2 separate regions of the Danio rerio genome follow, and region 1 is linked to region 2. Evidence: chromatin contacts called from public Hi-C data. All regions are on one chromosome and are shown on one strand. Each heading gives the region's core, a stretch centred on a gene start, on an enhancer-like site or on the middle of the called end of the contact. The rest is flanking DNA. Distances are from core to core; before and after follow the strand shown. Region 1 has its middle 13 kb from the start of si:ch211-194g2.4. Region 2 overlaps frem3 (Fras1 related extracellular matrix 3).

Region 1 (3,694 bases), core at 331-2,830, 270 kb after region 2:
ACATCAATACGTAATAACCGGTTATGATCTATTGCTAAACCGATACCAAACTGTCCACATCTTGGTGTACCGAAGAAACAATTCATTTTGACACCCCTGAAGGCAACCCAGGGTGCTGAAATATAATTGTCTGGACATAAGGGCATAATTAAAACCTTGGATTTGGTCACAAGTTTTTTTTTTTCACTTTGTGCACTTGAATACATAACATTTATTTTAAGGGGAAGTGTCTAATTACTGAAAACTACTCCATATTGCACTCCCTCAATAGCGCCTGACATCAGTACTGCTTAGTAAAATACTGACCTCTGGTGGAAAGATGTTCTCTAACCCTTTATCAAGATGTTTCAATGAAACCCTTTATCTCATAGATCTCATGTTATCTGAATTCTGCATTCAAGAGTACAGAAATCATAGACAAGCTGACAATAAAACATTAAGGAAATAAAGAATAAAATATAAGACTTGCTTTTATGCTGAAAGCACTGGCAGAAGTGGGAATGGGCAGCTGCATCCAGACTCTTAAACTTGTAGACTACTCAATTCAAGTTCACCACAGCAGGTGTCACATTGGACCTTCACAGGAAAAGAGAGAGTACTCCAAACCCTGGAACTACTTACGGGACAGCCGAGAACAAAGGAATGAAATGGGGGAACATAGAGCCACGTCGAATAATTCTGACCACAATGCCTGGAGAGGGGAAAAAATTCCACAAACTCACCACAAGAAACGCGATAAAACCTGCTCTTTTTCATTCAAAGCTGTCAGAAAGCATCTATACAAAGGACACAAACAGAAAACATTTCAGATAAAAGGTTCCAGGCCCCTTTTTATGAAGCAGACCTCACACCAAGTTGTATGTAATTCCTACCAGAAACTGGTTTATTTACCGAAAAATAAGATTTAACGCCAAGCTTGGCACTACAAATAATAAGCAAACAAGTGGAGGAAGCTACGAGAGGAAAGGAGGGAGTGAAAATCAACCTGGGGAGGAAAAGAAACGCACACAGCGGTGGAAAGTTTCTCTCTGTCTTTCTAGTTATTTTTCTCAGTTCTGTTTATGTGACACTTGGGCAGAGCGAAAGGGCGGACACTTGTGCTAATGTAACACTGCTTGCTGCTATTGCTGCTAAGTTAAGTGAAAATAATTAATATGTAAATCTAATTTGGACATCTGCAGCTCCAGCAACTCTTTGGCCACATCTATTTAGGAATTCAGCCCTCAGCTCGGCTTTCATTATATAAAAAAACAATATTACCATTTTCCAAGCAGCTGAGTAATGAGTAGAAGGCCTGCAAAGAGCCAATGACAATACAGAGCTGAGGGGAGTTGGAGGGTGGAGGGATGATAGTGTAACCCGCCACCCACGTTGCTGAAAAGAGCGCACGCTCAAAACACAGGCACTGAACTATAAAACCACACAGACCCCTGTATTACTCGTGCTGTCCCATTCACTTAGGGTGATCACAAACAGCCTTTTTCATCCTCAAGACTTTCCACGATTACTGCTGCACTACAAGTTTCCCGGTGGGGACTGGTCTCCGGCACGCACCCACTCTGTGAGACGTAACGCGCTGTTTCCGAGAGCTTAGCCTAGTGATTGAAGTGGCCACCTGCCCGGTTATAGAAGAAAGTACTACAAGTCTTAAGCATTTCCTGAAAGTCCTGAAAGTACGTCCTGTTGTGACACTAAGGCTTGTAATGTGGACATTTTAACCCTATATTGCACAGCCTAAAAACCTACACTTAAGTGGGTCAAAATCTTATATTCTTATATATTCTTATATATTCAATATTCTTTTTTTGGTAAAACAAAAAGCACTTGAATCTAAAAGCACAAATAATCAACATTAGTAAAAAAAATTTTGTTCAAATTTCACTCTGCTATATTAAGCAGTGATCCATGCATGTTATTGTTGTTTTTGAATAGTGAAAATGTAAAGTGTGTCTGAACCTTTAAATGTAATGGATAAATGAACCCTACTAAATTATATTTTTGTGTGCTTGTTTTTCTTTTATTTAACTGAACTTTTTAAAAAAATATGAATTGTATTGAAGAAAATATCAAATAAAATGATAAATATAGAGTAAAACAAAAAAGCTAAGTTTCCAATTCCAAACAAATGTGGTAAATTAAAAGGCATATCTTGTGTGGTTTTAAACTTTTATGAGTTTATCATCAAATGTGTTGGTCAAATATTTAGTTACCATTTGCTCATCCCTCACTTGTTCAAAACTTAATTGAGTTTCTTCTAAGGCTAGGCGATGTGGCAAAAATGCAATCTCGATAATTATTTTCCATACTGAACAATAGCGATATATCTTTCGATAAACTGTAAGTTGTTAATGCTTCCAGATTTAAAAGCGTACAATGACTGAAGCCAGACTAATTGGAGGGTCCATTAAATGGTATAACATATTTTTGGCTGATAAATTTTTGATGATACATCTTTAATATCAGCACACTTTTAACTTGCCATTGTTGCACATTTCTGCTTTGTGATTGGCTCTTAGACCAATATAGAGTGAAAAGTGCAGGGCTTATCGTTGTTATTAACATAAATTTCATCACAATTCGATATAATATCATTTATCGGCCCAGCCCTAGTTTCTTTCTCATTTTTTAACTCGAATGAAAGTACTCTGAAGAATGCCGGCCACTGACACCCATCAACTTCCATAGTAGGGAAAGTTACAATGGGAGTTAATAGGTGCCAGGTACAAGCATATTTCAAAATATTTTCTTTTGTGTTAAAAAAGAATGAAGAAATTCCAAATATCACATGTAAGATCTACTAGATTTTTTAATCAGTTGGGTTAGTTTGAACACTTTATGTAAACTCAAGAAACCAAGTCGTTATCTTTTGAAAGACCAAATCATGTCATCTAAATAATTAGTGATAAAGGACAAAAAGCAAGTTGCCTTGAACTCTAGCACACACCATATTTTAAACCACACTGAACTGAGCTAAACTGCACTGAACTTAAACACTAAAAACTGAACTACTCTGTTCCAATTACTATGACCATTTATGTGAAGCTGCTTTGACACAATCTACATTGTAAAAGCGCTATACAAATAAAGCTGAATTGAATTTAATTAAATTGAACATATTATTTAAGAGGGAATCCAGACATCCACAAAGTCTACTATTGAGCTAATAATCATTCCTTTAAAAAAAAAACACAGACCTGCAACTTGTGAAGCGGTCACACCGGCCTGAATATGAAAGCTGTAATGATGTAAGATTTGTTCACAGAGCACAATGCCACAAGGATTATCCAGCAAGAGCAGGAAAGATTTTCAAACTAATCTAGAATGGTATGCTTCTTTGATGTTCAGTTTACCTTTTTGTGCCAGGATGTACTGTACAGCAGGGCTGGCCAGTATATCATGTCTTAGAGATATATCAATATTTTTTTTCAACCCAATACGGGATTAGACAATAAATATGGATATGGGTGGGTAGGATTGTTGTAGTTTAAGCAGCTGTCAGGCACCATGGTGAATGATGTGTGTATGGTAGTGTCAGGCAGTGTGTATCCTTCTTTCACTCACTCTGCACATGAACTGAGGCCTGACAAATCTATCATAAGTTTACCTGTGCCAAAACAGCAAACTCAAGTCAACTCCATATCCTGTGTGCAGAGAAAAACTCAGGGATGACTGGCTGAAGCTGCATTGCACATCT
Region 2 (3,294 bases), core at 140-2,639:
AAATAATCAGTCAACTGTTTTTAGCAGTTTTAATGAATGTTCCCTATTTTTCTTATGATTTGTTATCATGTAAATTAAAAATAATTTTCTTAGACCAGTCTGAGACTAGTAATAAAAAAAGTTCCTTTTAATTATATATTTTTCTAAATTAATATGCATTGTTTTTTGTCACGTTATATGATCAGCATAAAAAGTTGTTCAATTGAATTGATTAAATTTCAGCATTTGATGCACTCTTGTTTGCTCTAAGGATGGTAGTAATCAAGTTTACAGCACAAGTTGATGATCCATGTCATTCAGAATGACTTGATACTTTTTCCAAAAATGTCATGTGGTTTATTGGAACCACGATTTGTACTTTTATGCCAAATTCATTGCGATCAGTGGTTACTAATAATACTTGTATTGCATATTTTTCTTAGTTTTAATTACTTTTAAACCTTAAAACTGTATTTTGTTTTATGTTTAAATAACATTTTCATTGTGGACTTTAATCAGACTTGAATATATAAGAAAATAAGTGCCCTCATTAGGTAGCTAAAATGAGATTTAAGGCTATTGTTTTCAAAACCTTCAAGAGATCCTCTTACAAAGAGTTGTTCTGACCCATTAGTGCTTCAGACAAAGATCTGGATCTGCCATCACCTCCAAGACAGCACAGGAAACCTACCATCATTACCAACGTCTCATCTGAGTGATGAAACGTCATCTCTGAGTCTACTTCAGTCAAGATTCACTTGGGTAAGTGATTATGTTTGCGTGTGTTAGTTTGGGAGGTCTGAAAGGCTTCTAGAGCAATATCAGTATCAGCCCAAGATAAATGAATGCTGGGGGAAAAGGGCTTTTTTGGGGCTGGGGGTAGAGGCCATAAGTTTGAGGGACCATACAAAGAAAAAGAGGGAAGTGACACCTCCATAGACAGCAAGTCAGAGACACAACAAAAAGATTCCAACTCTGGCTGGCATCCAGACCACAAGTCTATCCAACAGTGTTCCCATCCCCCCTACAACTAGACACAAATATACTACCAGGCCATTCCAGACCCACCAAGACGCTAAGCTACAATCTGCACATTAATCTTCAATAGCTGCTTCTGAAAAATAGAGTCTAGGCATGCACTTACATTATTTACACATAAATATCTTCTGGGGTAATTTCCCAAATTGTGGAGGATGGAAGTGCTTTTGACTACTAGACTGTTTAAGAGTCAGGTAAAACACCTCTTTAATAGTGACACACTGAACATATGAGAAATGTCAAGATGTAAATTTTGGTTCAGGACATTAAATTAGAATATAAGAATTAGCAGATGGCAACCTATTGCTTCCACCAAGCTCTTTTGAGTTGTGCACACAAATCCTAAATCCTGCATGGACAGGATGTTCAGAAACCTTTTTCAGTGACGTCACTGAGGATCATGGGTCATTACAGAGGTCGTAGGGGCCTCAATTGTGCTCTCTCAACTTGTTTTGGGTTATTGAGTTACCATTCTGACAAGAACAACAGTGGTATGACCACAAAGTAAAGATTGATTGTTTTGTGGCAAGTTATCCTTTCAAAGCAAGTATAATAAAAAAAGACAAGCGAAATTAAGTATAGGTAAGATTTGTTAATGGTTTTGTGTCTTTACAAGGATAAAGACGTCACTTTTAAACTCTAATGACATGAAAGAACTTGTTTGTATTATTGAGAAAATACAGAATACAGTTGGACTGACTTGCAGTTCTACTGTATGAGTATAGGAATTGTTCAATAAAATAATAAGTGTGACCACAAATACGTTTACATTGTGAAAAAAATAAAAACACCTGATAAAAGACATGTTTTCTGAACATCGGATCAGCTTTTTTTTAAAATAAAAATAACGACTGCAGGAAATGTGAATAAATTGCATTTTAAATACATTAAAATAAAAAAAGCAGAAAAGTTATTTTAAATTTTAATATATTAATATTTTTTATCAAATAAATGCATCTTGTGTGAGCATTGTAGATATTATATTCAAAAACCCCTTTTGATCCTTAAACTTTGGAATGGTAGATATAGCCGACTCACCATCATCATTATCAGCCAAGATGACCACTTTGGTGCTGGGGAACTTGGCTCCTAATTGGCCACCCATAGGCATACTGAGGGACACATTAAAGGTCTCTTCTTTCTCATAAAGGGAGTCGTCAATGATTATAATGCGACATGACTTTTCCTGCTCATCCTTGTCAAAACGCAAAATACTGGTGTAGTCCTCGGGTCGTGTGATGTAGTCTGAATAGGAGAGCACGGTGCTGGGGGTGGTTCCTGTTGCACTGCCTGTAAAAGAAGGATATCTTCTTTTTATACAAAGAGACTTTTAGTTGTCAATATGTCAGAATTAGGCATGGGTCGATATAACATATTGACGTCATGATAACCTTGAATAAAAAATACCACGTTTTCACTGGATCACGGTATTATGATTACTGCACAAAAATAAGTTATTTTAAATGTCTGGGTAAAACAAAACAAAACAAAACAAAACAAAAATACTTTTTTCCCTATTAAACACAATTTATTTTATTTTAAGAAACATTTATAATATTTTGGAGCAGTAAACATGTCAGGCTAAATGGTTAAAATTAATCACTGACTTGTGACACGCACGCACGCACGCACGCATGCACGCACACACACACACACACACACACACACACACACACACACACACACACAAACACATACACACACACACACAAACACATACACACACACACACATACACACACACACACACACACAAACTTAAGACTTAAGACACATTATTCACATAATTGTAAAGTTTTATAAGTTTTAATAAGATTTCTGAGTTATCATAGGAGTCAAAAACTAAGGCATATTGTATTTTCATATTGTACCTTGATGTGTGTAACAAAGAACCATCAATTCTTGGCTGACGTCTCCTGATCTGTGAACTGGGACTAATAGTTCTCCTATGTCCTCTTCTATTTGATATTCTGCTTGTGGGAAGAACACTGTAGACTCTGGAAAGAGATACATTCACATGTTAAAATGTAGGCAAATATAATGGAACATTTTAATATTAATGTAATAAGATTAGATCAATTTTATTTCAAAATGATTAGTGTTATTTCAGTTGTTTCTATCTACAGTAGTTGCTTCCATTCTTCTGAGAAAACGAGATACTTCATTTTGATGCACACACTCTGGAACCAGCACTATAGGCCTATGTATTATACAAAACATTGACAAATGAAGAAATTGTTACGTATTATGTAATTACCATCATCAGGATCCACAATC

What was found. A called contact is a pair of places that touch in the nucleus more often than the background predicts.
Region 1: a contact with region 2 is called in a Hi-C map of an unstated tissue, with 2.7 times the contacts expected there. The contact joins two enhancer-like sites. A contact is called at or near these places in 5 of 18 Hi-C or Micro-C datasets (caudal fin, embryo, fibroblasts and 1 more).

The regions. Positions count from the first base shown.
Region 1 is chr1:39,031,756-39,035,449 of GRCz12tu, forward strand. No RefSeq gene overlaps it. Among named protein-coding and RNA genes, the nearest start is that of si:ch211-194g2.4, 13 kb to the left of the region's middle. Within about 2 kb of position 1,581, at least 5 of the 62 cell types and tissues checked have an H3K27ac peak or open chromatin away from gene starts, as enhancers often do.
Region 2 is chr1:38,763,547-38,766,840 of GRCz12tu, forward strand. It overlaps frem3 (Fras1 related extracellular matrix 3), which reads right to left. Exons shown (of 24, transcript NM_001137659.1): 4 at 3,275-3,294; 5 at 2,889-3,014; 6 at 2,056-2,307. It also overlaps a transcript of hhip not described here. Among named protein-coding and RNA genes, the nearest start is that of frem3, 21 kb to the right of the region's middle. Within about 2 kb of position 1,390, at least 16 of the 62 cell types and tissues checked have an H3K27ac peak or open chromatin away from gene starts, as enhancers often do.